Regions from separate parts of the Sus scrofa genome. Here region 1 is linked to region 2. Evidence: chromatin contacts called from public Hi-C data. All regions are on one chromosome and are shown on one strand. The core of a region is the stretch at or near the end of the contact, and the rest is flanking DNA. Distances in the headings are between cores, read along the strand shown.

What was found. A called contact is a pair of places that touch in the nucleus more often than the background predicts.
Region 1: a Hi-C map of skeletal muscle shows a contact between it and region 2, with 11 times the contacts expected there. The contact joins two enhancer-like sites. A contact is called at or near these places in 2 of 47 Hi-C or Micro-C datasets (heart right ventricle and skeletal muscle) and 1 of 2 datasets of contacts at active chromatin or transcription factors (skeletal muscle).

The regions. Positions count from the first base shown.
Region 1 is chr6:120,138,241-120,144,916 of Sscrofa11.1, forward strand. The region is part of intron 3 of FHOD3 (FH1/FH2 domain-containing protein 3); the gene reads left to right. Among named protein-coding and RNA genes, the nearest start is that of FHOD3, 100 kb to the left of the region's middle. Within about 2 kb of position 5,046, at least 3 of the 83 cell types and tissues checked have an H3K27ac peak or open chromatin away from gene starts, as enhancers often do. A contact at or near this core is called in skeletal muscle, where this site is marked.
Region 2 is chr6:120,059,455-120,066,729 of Sscrofa11.1, forward strand. The region is part of intron 1 of FHOD3 (FH1/FH2 domain-containing protein 3); the gene reads left to right. Among named protein-coding and RNA genes, the nearest start is that of FHOD3, 26 kb to the left of the region's middle. Within about 2 kb of position 5,742, at least 3 of the 83 cell types and tissues checked have an H3K27ac peak or open chromatin away from gene starts, as enhancers often do. A contact at or near this core is called in skeletal muscle, where this site is marked.

The DNA.
Region 1 (6,676 bases), core at 3,796-6,295, 78 kb after region 2:
TTTGTGGGTTTATTTCTGGGTTCTCTATTATGTTGTATTGATCCATATGTCTGTTTCTGTGCCAGTACCATGCTGTTTTGATTACTGTAGCTTTGTAGTATTGTCTGAAGTCTAGGAGCAGTTTTCTCTACTCTTCATTCTAACTAGAAGCTATGTGCCTGATGTTTCCAACTCTTCCCTGAGTCCTTGATCTGTTGTTGAGACATGTGCTGGGTCCACTGGACACCTGAACTTCATCCCATGTCCATCTCTCATCCCCCATTGGAAGAGCTCTGCCCACCCATGTGGTGTCCCCAGTGCTTTCAGCACAGTACTGTTTGCTTCTTGCTTCTCCAGGTGTGTGATCGGTCCATGTTCTGTTTCCCTGAGATGCTGTGTGACCCTTGAGGGCAGAGAGGGAGGACCTTCCTCTCTCTGGGGGTAGAGGGGTAAAGGGGCCTCAGAAGAGGAAGCAGTGTGGGGTTTCTAGGAACCAATCATAGAACTGCCCTGAGCCTCAAATTCCCCTCCTGCACTTGGGGACATAGTTCATGTATATATATTGGAAAATCCTCTGTGTATATTTAAAAAGTATTTTGACGGTGTGTGTGTGTGTGTGTGTGTGTGTGTGTGTGTGTCCTTTTAATAGTTTGATTACATTGGAATTTCTCTTAAATTTTCTGCCTTTTTGTTGTGTTTTTCTCCAGGTATACTTGCACATACAATTGTGATTATTCTCTTCATTTCTCTCCTCCTGATTCTGCAGCATACCATGTCTTTCTGTCTTTCCCCTGTTTCTTAAATTAGACACAAGGCTCAAGTTAAGCAGAGAAAAACAAAACTTCTCGAGCCCCCACATGCCTCCCTTGGTCTGTGGTCTCTTAGATAGAAACAGAAAGTGGACATGGTGGTTCTTGATCCTGTGGCTCAGCCCCGTGAGAGGCAGGACATCAGAATGAGGTAGGCAGACCTTTGTTCCTACCCTATGATCTTCCAAGGTGGGTTTCTTTACCCCCTTCCTTTTACTTTAGGAGGGCAACACTTCTAGCCTCAAGAATGGAACAAATCACCTCCTTTTTTTTTTAGGGATGCACCCACTGCATATAGAAGTTCCTAGGTTTGGGGTTGAATTGGGGCTGCAGCTACTGGGCTACATCACAGCCACAGCAACACTGGATCCAAGCCACATCTGTGACCTACACCACAGGTTGCAGCAATGCTGGATCCTTAACCCACTGAGCAGGGCCAGGGATCAAACTCACCTCTCCATGGATACTATTCGGGTTCATCACCGCTGAGCTACAATGGGAATGCCTTTTTTTTTTTTTAACCTCCTTGTTTCCAAATGAACTTACCCAGTTACCATTGTTGTCCTTTCCCTGAGGACTGAATGCTAAAAATGTGCTCCCTTTCTTGTAGCCCCTAAGGTGGCCTGGCAGGATTTTCATTTTCCTCTGATGTGAGTACATCTCAGGCCGAGAACCCTTAGGTTCCACTCTCCCTACTTCCAGAGAGTGCAGGGAATTCTACTCATTCCCTGGGAGGACACAGTGGCCTCCTGCTCTCCCTTCTCTCCTACCCAAGGAAGGATGGGTGGATTTGCAAGAAGGCCATGAGCAGTTGAGGTTCAGGCTTTCCCTCTTCTTCAGTATCTTAATCTGAGGACCCTCAGGGAGCCCCATGTTGGCCTGGGGATCACTCCCTGAACTGCTCGGACGTCTTCTGGGCCAGGAGTGAGGCCAGCTCTCCCCTGAGCTGCATCAGTGGTGTGGCTCATTAGTCTGCCTGGTGAGCCTCTTTTCCCACGTGCTTCTGAGTTCAGGAGGGAAAGACCACAGTGTTATCCCCAGACTCCATTAGCACCCCCAGAGGTCTCTGCAGTTGGGGCTCAGGAGTTGGGGATGCAAGTATGGAGCTGCATCGTTAGGCAGCATCCGGAGATGCGCTGTGGACATGGAGGAAGTGAGTGACGCATCCAGAGTGGAGACGGCAGACAGCTGCGCCTGCCTCTCTTCGTCTCGGCTCGGAGCAGTGAGGCTGTGCCAGGCTAAATAAAAACTGGAGATGCCCTGAGCTTTGTTCTTTTTAAGGGTGGAGTATTTGAGGTTAAAGGGAGGGAGTGAGTTTAAAATAAAATGTGACTCTATCGGGGGTGTGCAGCCAGATGTCCTGTTGGTGCTGACTGTCGCAGAGGAAGAGATGGAGCCCATTCTGGAACTGGTGTCCTGCTCTACATGCATCATGGCCACTGTTCCCAGTGCTGCCTGTTTTGATTTTCTCGGAGCACATTCTCTACCTTTGATGTTTCAGTTAATGCTTGTATGAATAATGTAACAAAAGCGATATGACACATCACACTCTGACCTGTGCAACTTTGGTGTATCAAGGTATGAACAAAACATGGTTTTGGGATGAGAGCATTTGCAGCAAACTTGCTTGAGAAAAGTCCCCTTGCGAGTGACTGATATAGCGCAGGACCTATGGTCGCCAGTGACAGTGGTTCTGTAACACCTGACTCTCCACTCAGAGCATTCAGAAGGGGAAGAAGGAAGTTTTTACATTAATAAACTCTGGTACGCAGAGTAATTTTGTAATAGAATTTATGGAGAGATGGCACAATTTTGGGGAAAATAAAGACTGGCCCATCTGGATTGATAATGTGGTCATTCATGAATGAAACCAACTTGGAAAGATCGAGTCCACCTCTATGGATGGGGAATGACACTCCCTTAGCTTTCTTTCCTTTTGCTGATGGAAGATCGTCCATGAATGTTCACTGGTAACTGTTGCCTGCGCAGTGAGAACTTAGGAATTGGAGGGCAGAGAGCCAAGAACTGATAGTCATCAGTCCAGGCTCTGTTTCTTATGTTGGACCATCTTCCCTTGAGCATAAGATTTCACATGATGATGTCAGCACTTTTGGGAGGGATTCTTTTTTTTTTTTTTTTTTTTTTTTTGCTTTTTAGGGCTGCACCTATGGCATATGGAGGTTCCCAGGCTAGGGGTCTAATCGGAGCTGTTGCTCCTGGCCTACGCCAGAGCCACAGCAATGCCAGATCCGAGCCACGTCTGCAGCCTACTCACAGCTCACGGCAATGCTGGATCCTTAACCCACTGAGTGAGGCCAGGGATCGAACCCGCAACCTCATGGTTCCTAGTCAGATTCGTTTCCACTGCGCCATGATGGGAACTCCTGGGACGGAAGTCTTCACTGTTGTCAGCTAAAGGCCCACAGTGTGTTAAGGTTTGGGCCTTTCCATGGAATAGCTTTTGAGGACCATAGAGAAACTTGGTGCAGGAAGGCAAAGTGTACCTGCTTGTAGAGGGGCGGTCTCATGGACATGTGAAGAGAGATCACTTGGCCAAAGGTTGGCCCTCATTCTGCACAAAGGCTCGGATCCCTGCATCTGTAGGAGTGCTTGTGGTTACCTGAGCAATTTCGAGGACTCCAGATGGGGTTCCCTCAACCAAGCTGGGGCAGCCTTGCCCATGAAGCTTCTTTACAACTGAAGGTTCTAAAGGTGGTGCTGTGGAGAATGGCAAACTCAGGGGATTGGAGTTCAGGCAAATTCGGGGCTTCCTGTCTCAGGGAATGTCCTACAGGGTGGCATGTCCTGGATCTTAGGAAGTTCTGAGAGCAAAGGCTGTGTAGCAGACATGCCCAGGTTGAGCCCTGGTTCTACCGCTCAGCAGTGTGACCTTGGGCAGGTCACTTAAGTGCCTAAGGCCTCAGGTGACTCTTGTCAGGGGGTGGTTGTCATTGTGTGTGCCTGCCTGGTAGGGTGGGTTGGGGGTCTGGGTAAGACGATGACATGTGTCCGGCCCTCCAAGCTTCCAATGTCCAGAATGACTGATCGCTAGGGGTCCCAGGCAGGCCTCTCGGTCCCATTGTTCCATGTTTCTGCCTTGGTTATTTCCTACTCAGACTTTCGGGCTCTGCTCAAATATCCCACCATGCCATAGGGAAGATGGCTCGTGGCCTTCCGTGCCCCCGCAGGTGAGATGGGGCATGTCAGGCAGCATCAGGGCTCCTGGCCCAAGATGAGTGCGTTTGTCCTGGGCACTGTGTATGATGGGGAACTCGGAAATAGTTCACCTGGTTCGCAGCCTGGTTCCACCACTAAAAGGCTGTATGACCTTGGACAAGTGATTTCTCCTTGCCTCTTTTTTTTTTCACTTGTCAAATGAGTCATAGGGTTGCTGGGGGTGAAAGAAGCTGATCCCCATCAGGTGTTTAGAACCCCATTCCGCAGACTGTCAGTGCTTTTTGAGCATGGCGGGGCAGCTGTGATCAGCTTCCCCAGAGTGATGCACAGTCTGCGGGACAGGGTTTGGGATCCTGGTGTGAGTCCAGCTAAAATATTAGACCATGGAGTCATCTGCCTTCCCGAATCCCTCTGGCGTTTCCCTGAAGTGCTGATAAGATGTCTTAGCTAAAGTGGAAATATCTGCTCAAAAAGCTTGCCCTGAGCAGGGGAACAGAGGAACGACTGCTTCCTGCCTTCCCAGACCCTGAGCCTCAGGCTGCTGTCTCCACCCCATCCCTCCCCTAGGGGTGTGTCAGGGATGCTGCACTGGAACCCGGTGGGATGCATCTCTTGCTTCTTCATCAGGCTTTGTCTGGCAGCTAATCTGAACCTTCCCGTGAAGCCGATTCTTTCTCTTTTGGTGACCGTAGTGACAGATGGGGAGGGTGGTTTTAATGAACTACTGTTTGCTTTTGGAGATTAAGCCTTCATTAGAAATATAATTGCGGACACATAGCCTTCTGGTACTTACATATCATTTGCCAATTAGGATAATGGACTCAAAGCCCCTTGGAGAGTGACAGGGACAAAGTTAAGCCTGTAACTCAGCTCAGGGTGCTGGTGAACGAAGTGCCTCTGCCAATTGGAAGCAGCGCAGATCCAGTCTGCCCACAATATGCGTGTGTGAAGAGGTCTGAAAATATTCCTGACCTTTGAGAAAGAGAGATTAAAATTAGTAGGCAGAAATGTGGCAGCCAGCTCCAGTAGTTTGTGATGTGGTCATTCCAGGGTGGCTGCCATGCCCACCACATGCTGCTGGGACGGCGGCGGGGCAGCTGCTTAATTTTAAATAAGCCAGCGTAATGTCAAAAGCATTTATGATGGATCCGGATCTGGCAACTAAAGTGATGTTTCCATCACTTCTTTTCAAAGGTTTTCAGGGAGCACTTCCTCTTTCCTTGTTTTGTTTTCTCCAGAGCAGGATTTCTCCCCCTTGGCAGTGTTGATATTCTGGGCCAGATACTTATTTATTGTGGGTCATCATAGGATGTTTACTGGTGTCCCTGGCCTCTACCCACTAGATGCCAGTGGCAACCCCCCTGGTTGTGACAGCAAAAGATGCCTGTAGATATTACCAAGTGTCCCTTGGGGGGCAAAACTGGCCCCAGTTGAGAACCACTGCTCAGGAGCTGCCCCAGGAGAGCCAGAGAGGGACTCAGGGGCCAAGGTCACGCCCACAGTAGCTGGTGTGGACAGGAGTCTAATTAGACTCATCCACACCAAGGTGGTTGGTGACTCTTTCCCCCAGGAAGCCAGTGGTCATGGAGCCCCAGTTGTGTGCCTGGTACCGTGTCAAACCTGGACAACACAATGGTGACTGAGGAAAATCCTGCTCTCTAAGAAGTTTAAGAAAACAGGGTTTTGATGGGGCCAGGAGGCTTCCACTTAAATTGTACTAACTCAGCCTACCCCTAACCCCCAACTGAGTTGGCATCATGGGCCCACCCAAAAAACATTCGGAAAATGTCGGTTCTGATGGCATCCTGTGTGAGGATGCCTGGATTCACAGGCCTGGTAGCTACAGTTACATTGGCCATAGGAAGGTCTTGGGAGGTGAGTGGCTTGATCAAAGCCCAGGAAGATTTAAGTAAGTAACATGGAGGGGCTGAAGGAGCACCTGGAGAGAAGAGCCTAGATGGACGTGAGCAGGAGCAGAGTGAATTTGGCAGCAGAGAGAATCCAACCTACCTGGACAGAGGATCAAGGCAGGAAATATTGTGGGTGTGGGTGTGGGTGTATCAGGTACAAAATACCAGGCAGAAATACAAAGCAGAGGAGTTACCCTTGTGGCTTAGAAGAAACAAATCTGAATAGGATGCATGATGATGTGGGTTTGATCCCTGGCCTCACTCAGTGGGTTAAGAATCCAGCATTGCTGTGAGCTGTGGTGTAGGTCGCAGACATTGCTGTGGCTATGGTGTAGGCCAGAAGCTGTAGCTCCAATTCAACCCCTAGCCTGGGAACTTCCACAGGTGCAGCCCTAAAAAGGAAAAAGAAAGAAAGGAAAGAGAAAGAAAGAAAGAAAGAAAGAAAGAAAGAAAGAAAGAAAGAAAGAAAGAAAGAAAGAAAGAAAGAAAGAAAAAGAATGACAGACCAGAGAAATACCTGAGTTTTCTGAGCTGTCATCAGGGGAGGATACTTGTAACTTCATGGGTTCATTGTTGCTTTCAAACAAGATAATGGCAATTTATATATTGGGATGCCCAAATAAAGATAATTAATAAACTCTTTGTGCAGACAGTGTTTACAAAGAGCCAATGAAATTTTTACTAAGTAGAAAATAAGGGAATCACTGAAATCAGGTTTTGGTTGTTGTTGTTGTTGTTTGTCTTTTTGCCATTTCTTGGGCTGCTCCTGTGGCATGTGGAGGTTCCCAAGCCAGGGGTTGA
Region 2 (7,275 bases), core at 4,492-6,991:
CACTGAGCGAGGCCAGGGATCAAACCCGCAACCTCATGGTTCCTGGTTGGATTCGTTTCCACTGCACCACGATGGGAACTCTAGCTTGTGCATTTAGGAAAGGAAGTTTCATATGAAATCATGTGGGACCTACTCAGAGTCCTTCACTCACCTTGCACCAATGGGAGTCTTGTTCTTTGTCAGGTTCTCTGCAGGGTACTTGGAAATCAAATAAGAAGAAAGCATGGGCCTTGTTGCCGGGAACTCACTGGCCAGGATGGTGACAGGCTGGCCTGATATCCTAATCTTAGGTATTACTCTATTCCTATGAAAAAATGCATTCAATGCCCCAGACAGCCAGGGCACAGTAACTTTTGAAGGCCACTCAGGTATAAGTTGGGGACTATGCTTATGTGGGGAATTGCAATTGGCCTTGATTTGGGTGAGTTTCATTAGGCCCTTCTGTTTGTGCCAAGATGTTTAGGATGGCCCCTTAGCTGCCTTCTGGCAAGTCAGCCCCTCTCTCCCCCACTGCCTTGCAGGCTTTTCTTGGTCTCTACCTACTTCCTTGGCTGCTCAAGAGCTCTGTATTCCAGGAGTTCCAGTCGTGGCTCAGTGGTAATGAACTTGACTAGTGTCAATGAGGATGCAGGTTCAGTCCCTGGCCTCACTTGGGGGGTTAAGGATCTGGTGTTGCTGTGAGCTGTGGTGTAGGTCGAAGATGCCGCTCAGATCCCAAGTGGCTGTGGCTCTGGCGTAGACCAGCAGTTATAGCTCTGATTTGACTCCTAGCCTGGGAACCTCCATATGCCTTGGGCAGCCCAAAAAAGAAAAAAAAAAGCTCTGATTTCCAGATTGTGCCTCCTAGGACCCAAGTCCTTCCCCTCTAAAGCATCTCCCACACCCTGAGCTTCTTGGTTTTCCTTGCTCACCCAGTGTGCAGACATCTTCACCAGATTCCCTTAGAGGTGAAAGTGGGGAGCTTCTGCAGAGGGAGTGGGGCATTAAGGTGGAGCTGGGGACCTGTGGCCCATCCTGGATATTCCAAATTTTGCTGGTAACATTAGAGTTTGCAAACAGCCCTTTGGTTAGAGGCCCGGCCTTGCGTCAGCAGTGAGGGGGCATTGAGATGAAAGCCCACAACCTGTCTGTGTTAACAGGTGCACCTCATCAATCCCTGCCCCTCACCTGGCTTTTGGGGATGCCTCCCCCTGCTCTGTGCTATCCTGGCAAACACCCCTTATGCTCAGCCAGGCCAGCTCCCCATCATTTCTGTCATCACCCTGATTTTGGTGTCCTGATTTGATGTGTGTGTCCCCCTGTCTCCTCCTTGGTGAGCTGTCCCCTGATGCTATGAGCTACTAGCCTGGAAGTGTCATCTCTCTCTGCTGGCCAGGCTCTTGGTGAGGTGGCTTGGGGCGGGGGCGGGGGTGAGACAGGAGCTAATCTTGGGGCTAAGGAGCAGGAAGGGAGGGGAGATTCTTTGTGTCTCCAGCTCTGGTATCTGTAAGCCTTTTTCTTCCCCCCACCCCTTCTGGGAGAGCCGTGGCTTTCATTTCACAAGAGTTCCTCGGCTGGCCTGGTCCCTGAAGCAGAACATGCCAGGTCCATTAAATCAATCTACTCAGTTCTGCAAAGTCTAAACAGTTTAAATTTCATTATTCTGGGCAGTGTCTGCCTGGTGACTGGAGGTTGCTAGAGCCAGGGGAACCGGCTCCTGGGACGAGGAAAGGTTCTGCCCTTTGCACACGCAGGACCCTGCTTTGCTTCTGCCTTCTCGAGCATGTAGGAAAATATTGGAGTTCCTGGAAGTGGGGCAGGGTGGTGGTGGGGTGATGGGAGGGGATCTGATGGGGGAGAGGGTCAGCTCTTTGGCCTCATGGAGCTGTCTGTCTATTCCACAGTGTATTTTGGTCATGGTGATCAGTGATCATTGTTGTCGTTGTTGTTTTTTCTTTTTTGGTCTGCACCTGTGGCATATGGTGGTTTCCAGGCTAGGGGTCAAATCAGAGCTACAGCCGCTGGCCCCAGCCACAGCAACGCGGGATCTGAGCTGAGTCTGCAACCTACACCACAGCTCACGGCAACGCCGGATCTTTAACTCACTGAGCGAGGCCAGGGATTGAACCCGCATCCTCATAGATACTACTTGTGTTCATAACCCGCCACCACTAAGCCGCAATGGGAACTCCCAGTCATTGTTGATGGAAGGGCCTGAGGTATCATTAGTGCTTTTTTGTTTTTTATTTATTTTTGTCTTTTTAGGCCTGCACTCGCAGCATATGGAGGTTCCCAGGCTAGGGGTCTAATTGGAGCTGTAGCTGCCAGCCTACGCCACAGCCACAGCAATGTGGGATCCAAGCTGTGTCTGTGACCTACACCACAGCTCACAGCAATGCCAGATCCTTAACCCACTGAGTGAGGCCAGGGATTGAACCCACGTCCTCATGGATGCCAGTCGGGTTCATTAATCGCTGAGCCACAACAGGAACTCCTCATTGGTATTTTAAAAAATCAGTTTCAAATGAGCTTCCAATCACTGGATTGAGGACTGAACCCATCAGGCAAACTGCACCACCCACTGTGCCCCGCCCACTGCAGCACACGTGCTTTTAAGTCATGGGCCTCACGTTTTTAGGTGAGACTACAGCTTATCCTTCTGGGATCCATAACTGGAATGTGTTGAGAAGTGGCATGATGTCCTCACAGCATGCTGCCCATGAACCAGGTAATTGCTGTCTTACTCATCTCTCCCTTCACTTGCCACGTTTTCCTTGAGCACCTGCTATGTGCCAAGTTCAGTTTTAAGCACCAGAGAAACAACTGGTGAACGAAACAGGCACAAATCTGGACCTTCTCAGAGTTTACATTCTAGTGGGAGAAAGCAGGGAGAGATAATACATAAAACAAAATAGCAAGTTAATCAGGTGTTAGAAGGTGATGGGTACCAGTCCCCTTCCGTCTCAGTTTCTGCATCTGCAGAATAAGAAACCTGGGCCCCACTCCAGCATTCTTCCCCTCCAGCCCATCTCTGGGTTTCCTTCTGCATTGCTTCATAAGGAGATCCAGCATCTCTCTGACCCACAAGTAGGTATTCTTCATGAGAACACAGAAACATTCCTAGCAGTGCCATTGTTCCTCTTGGTAAAGTGGGTATGTGGCTCTCCAGGTGTCTAGGGGGGAGTGGTGAGACCCTATCATCTGTGCAGGATGAGGCTAGAACCCACCCCTGCTTTGTGGGTTTTGTTCTGTGGGCTGTGGGACTGGAGTCAGGTGAGCAGGACTGGGCGCTCCTCTCCTGGGGGTGTGCAGGGTGTGTGGGTACTAGAGAGGGAGGGAGGCTGAAGACCAGGTCTTCTCAGGCCTTGGGTCAGCCTCCGTGACTGCTGGATGATGGAGCTGTGGAGTGATCTGTCTGTCTTTTCTCCTCCGGCTCTGAGATCAGTGTGGAACTGCTACTAATCTTTGGCAATACCCAGTGCACGTCTGGAATGTATAGAACTGCGGCTTTCCCCTCAGTTGAAATCAAACAGTTACCACCAGTTTCTGGCCAGGCGCAGGGATCAGAAATTGCGGTGTGGCCAGCACCCCTTGGGGAACTGCAAGGTGCCCACGAGTGGTGCACGAGGTGACAGCCCTTTGTGTGAGGTGCTATCTACAGCAGCCGAGGACAAAGCCCAGAAGATGCAGAGGAGGGGGTTTGGTATGAGGCAGGGAGGGGAGCTACAGGGATGCTGTGTGTTCTCAGATGCTTGCTCTGGTCAGGATGCCAGAGAGACAGCCAGGCCTTGGCGTCCCTGTGACCACCCCAGCCTCCTGCCTGTAGAACACTGTCTCCTGGTGGTTTTTGAACATGAACTCGTCACCTTTCTGGACGTAGGTTTGTGTGGTTGGTAACTGGGACCCAGTATGTGCCTGGTCTCTCCCCCTCTTTCTTGCTGAGGAGCCAAGCGCTAGGCCACTGAGTGGGGGTGGGGGGACAGGTCCTTCCAAGATGGTGGCAGATATTGGGGTGGAGGGAGAAGGATGAGCAGGTGCCAGGGTCCTGAGTTCAGGTATGAGGAGGGATGATGGAGCTGGGTGGCTTCACCCTTGAAAGAGAAAGAGTGGTGGGTGGCCAGAAACTGCCCACTTTGCACTCCAGCCCCAGGGTACCCTGGGCCAGGAGAACTGACCCCGGGGACCCACTGTTCTCTCTTGAGAGGGTGACAGGAGGAGGGACAGTCTTCGGGAATCTCTTGGCGGGCAGTACCTTATGCCTGTTTTCTTCACTGTTGGATCCCAGGTTGGGCCCCATTTGCAGCTCGGTGGGGGATGGGTACAGGGGCAAGATGGGAGCAGAGGCACCAGGAGGGAGCTGGGCTGGCCTTAAACCCCGGGGAGCTGAAAGGAAGAGCAGGTTTCATGGGGGAGTTGGAAGGTTTGGTGTTGGGCACAAAGAGTTGGAACTGCGGGCTCTGAGCGGCCACTCGCTTCTGAGCGGCTCATCACCAACACCTGGAGGCCTGGGCGCCTTCAGGAGACATTCTCTGCCTCCAGTGACCTGGCAGGATCCCCTCTGTCCAGTCTTGTCCCTTTCCATCTTCCATCTCACGTTTTATGCTTCAGCAACCTGACTGCCTTAGTTCCTCACATTCCTTGCTGCTTCATGCTTGCCTGCCTTGCTTTGCCTTCCCTCCTTTTCCCTGCCCCTCCTTTCCCCGCCCCCTCCTCCTCCCCGCCCCCTCCTCCTGGCTGTGCCGTCCTCATCTTCTTACACAGTCCACTCTGGCTGTAACTCATTCATTTCATGGACACTTACTGCTGCCTATTAATCGTCAGAGGTGGCTGCTGGGCACTGCCACCTGCCACCCTCCCATCCCCCGCCCTCCAGGCTACGTGGGTGCCCTTCGAGAGTGCCCCTTTGGCTTTCTGTTTAGTCCAGCATAAGGGTTTAAAGCACAGGCTTTGTATCCCACAGACAAGCTCCCAATCTCTCTGAGCTTCAATTTAGGCATCTAGAAAATGGGAATAATAATACCTTCCTTAGAGTGTGATTGCAAACCTTAAATGGACTTCCATCTGGAAAGCATTTAGCGTGGTGCTTGACCCACTCAGAGAAAGGGAGGAGTCCTGAGGCTGCCTGTCTTTCTGGGGTTATCACATGTTTGGGAATCCCCTGACTGGGTCCCTTCCCTGGTGGGAGTCAGACTGATGTTGTCAGGGGGGGGCCTCAGGAAGGAGGGGAGATTTAGTCAAGTCCAGAAAGCAGAGGTGACTCTAGGTGGGTGGGGAAGGGGAGAGTAGTTTCGAGGTTTGGAGACGGGGCAGTGTAGGATGAGTAGAGGTCAGTTTATGAAGGGCCTGGGATGCCAGGCCCAAGTTCTGGCCTTTGTAACAGGGATTTGGTCCTTATCCTGTAATGAGTCCTGATGTCAGCAGATCTGGTGTCAGGTTTCAAAGCTTTCAAGCAAACTGAGAAATGCCACCAATGAATCTGAGTGGCAGATAGGGACTAAATATCCAGGAAGGTGTTAGACAGTACACACCTGCCAGCTACCTCAGAATACTCAGCCGGGAGAACCCCAGGTTGGGGTAGAGGACAGGAGGGGTTGGAACTGCCTCAGTGGTAAGAACCCAGAAGTAGGTCCTCTCTTGCTGGGATGAAGAGCTTCACTTTATCTGATCACAAGGAAACTCTGGGGGTACTAGAAGGGGCAAGTAGAGGTATTCTGATATGCCTTGGCTGTGACACCCCCCCTCCCCGAGCTGGCAAGGGCTGTATTTTATGAGTAATAAAATATGCTAGTTGAAGTCTCCCATTATCTGCAAGCTTGCCTCACAGACAATCCCATCCAGTGCAGTCTTTTCAACTGTATTCTTTGCCATGGTGTTAAGTGGAAGAATTTGACAGTGTGCCCCAGTGCAGGACTTTGTGTTCTAAATTTTCCTTACCATCTGCTTTGCTTTCTGCTGCCAATTTCCCATCTTTTGCGGCCTGGGTGAATGGTCCCTAGGAAGAATTGTGCTCTGAGAGAAGAAAGAAAGAGAGAAGAAAGATGGTTTGGTGAGAAGAATTCTGCTTTGGATCCCATGGCCCAAGCCTGAAGTAATTTGATGTTCTTAATTTGGTGTTCAGCCCTCTGCATCCTGAATTCAGCCTGTCTTCGTCCTGCTGTTCCCTGACACTTTGATACACCAATTGTTTCTTCACTCTTTGTAGCCTCTCTCTCTCAATATCTACATTACTGGAGTTCCCATTGTTGCTCAGTAGTTAATGAATCTGACTAGGAACCAGGAGGTTGTGGGTTCGATCCCTGGCCTCGCTCAGGGTTGAGGATCTGGCATTGATGTGGGATGTGGTGTAGCTTACAGATACAGTTTGGATCCAGCATTGCTGTGGCTCTGGCATAGGCTGGCAGCTACAGCTCCAATTGGACCCCTAGCCTGGGAACCTCCATATGCTGTGGGTGCGACCCTAGAAAAGACAAAAAAAAAAAAAAAAATCCACATTACTCCATAAGTGGAGGTCCCTGGCAGTAAACAGAAGGGAGCTGATTCTGAGACTTTATGTGCTAGTGTGTTTCTCTGACTGTACACATTTGCGAAGGTAGGTTTGGGGGTGCAGGAAATGACTTGGTTTCAGGCAGCTGTACTGTCTTCCTGAGCTGTTCTTTGACTGAACAACACTCTGCACCCCACACCAGTGATCAGCTACCCCATTCCCCAAACCTTACTGGTTTTCAAGAGCTGGATGAGATAGATACTGTGGTCCCCATGGAGGCTGCTCTCCAGAGCCTGGCCAGAAGTAGCCATCCTCCTGCTCACCCTCCCAGTCTCCATCTTTCTTAAGTTTTCCTTCCCTTTAGGATATGATAATATTTTTGAATTCCTTTTCCCTCAGGAGAGGAGGGATGCTCATTGGATGGGATCCTGCTCTTAATCATTTTTATAGCCCCTGAAGTGGTTGCCACTGCCTCCTCCAACACTTTCTCAGACATTTCTTTTCTTTTCACTTTTCTTTCCTTCAGATTTATAGTATCAAAAAATTTTTTTATAGTATCAAAATTAAAAAAAAATAAGTTCTGGTTCTAGGTTTCTGGTGCATATTTTAGAAAGTGACATAGAGATGAAGTCTGGAAAGATCAATTCCATTTCAAATTTAATTCCTTATATGTTATTCTCTAGTCTCTGAGGCCCCCTATCCAAAATAATGTTGATTCTTAAGCAACGCAGGCTGAGAAGTTGAAAGGCTAAGTGGAACTATAAATAGTCTAATGATGCTGAGGAGATAAAAATGAGAATTAAGAGCTTACA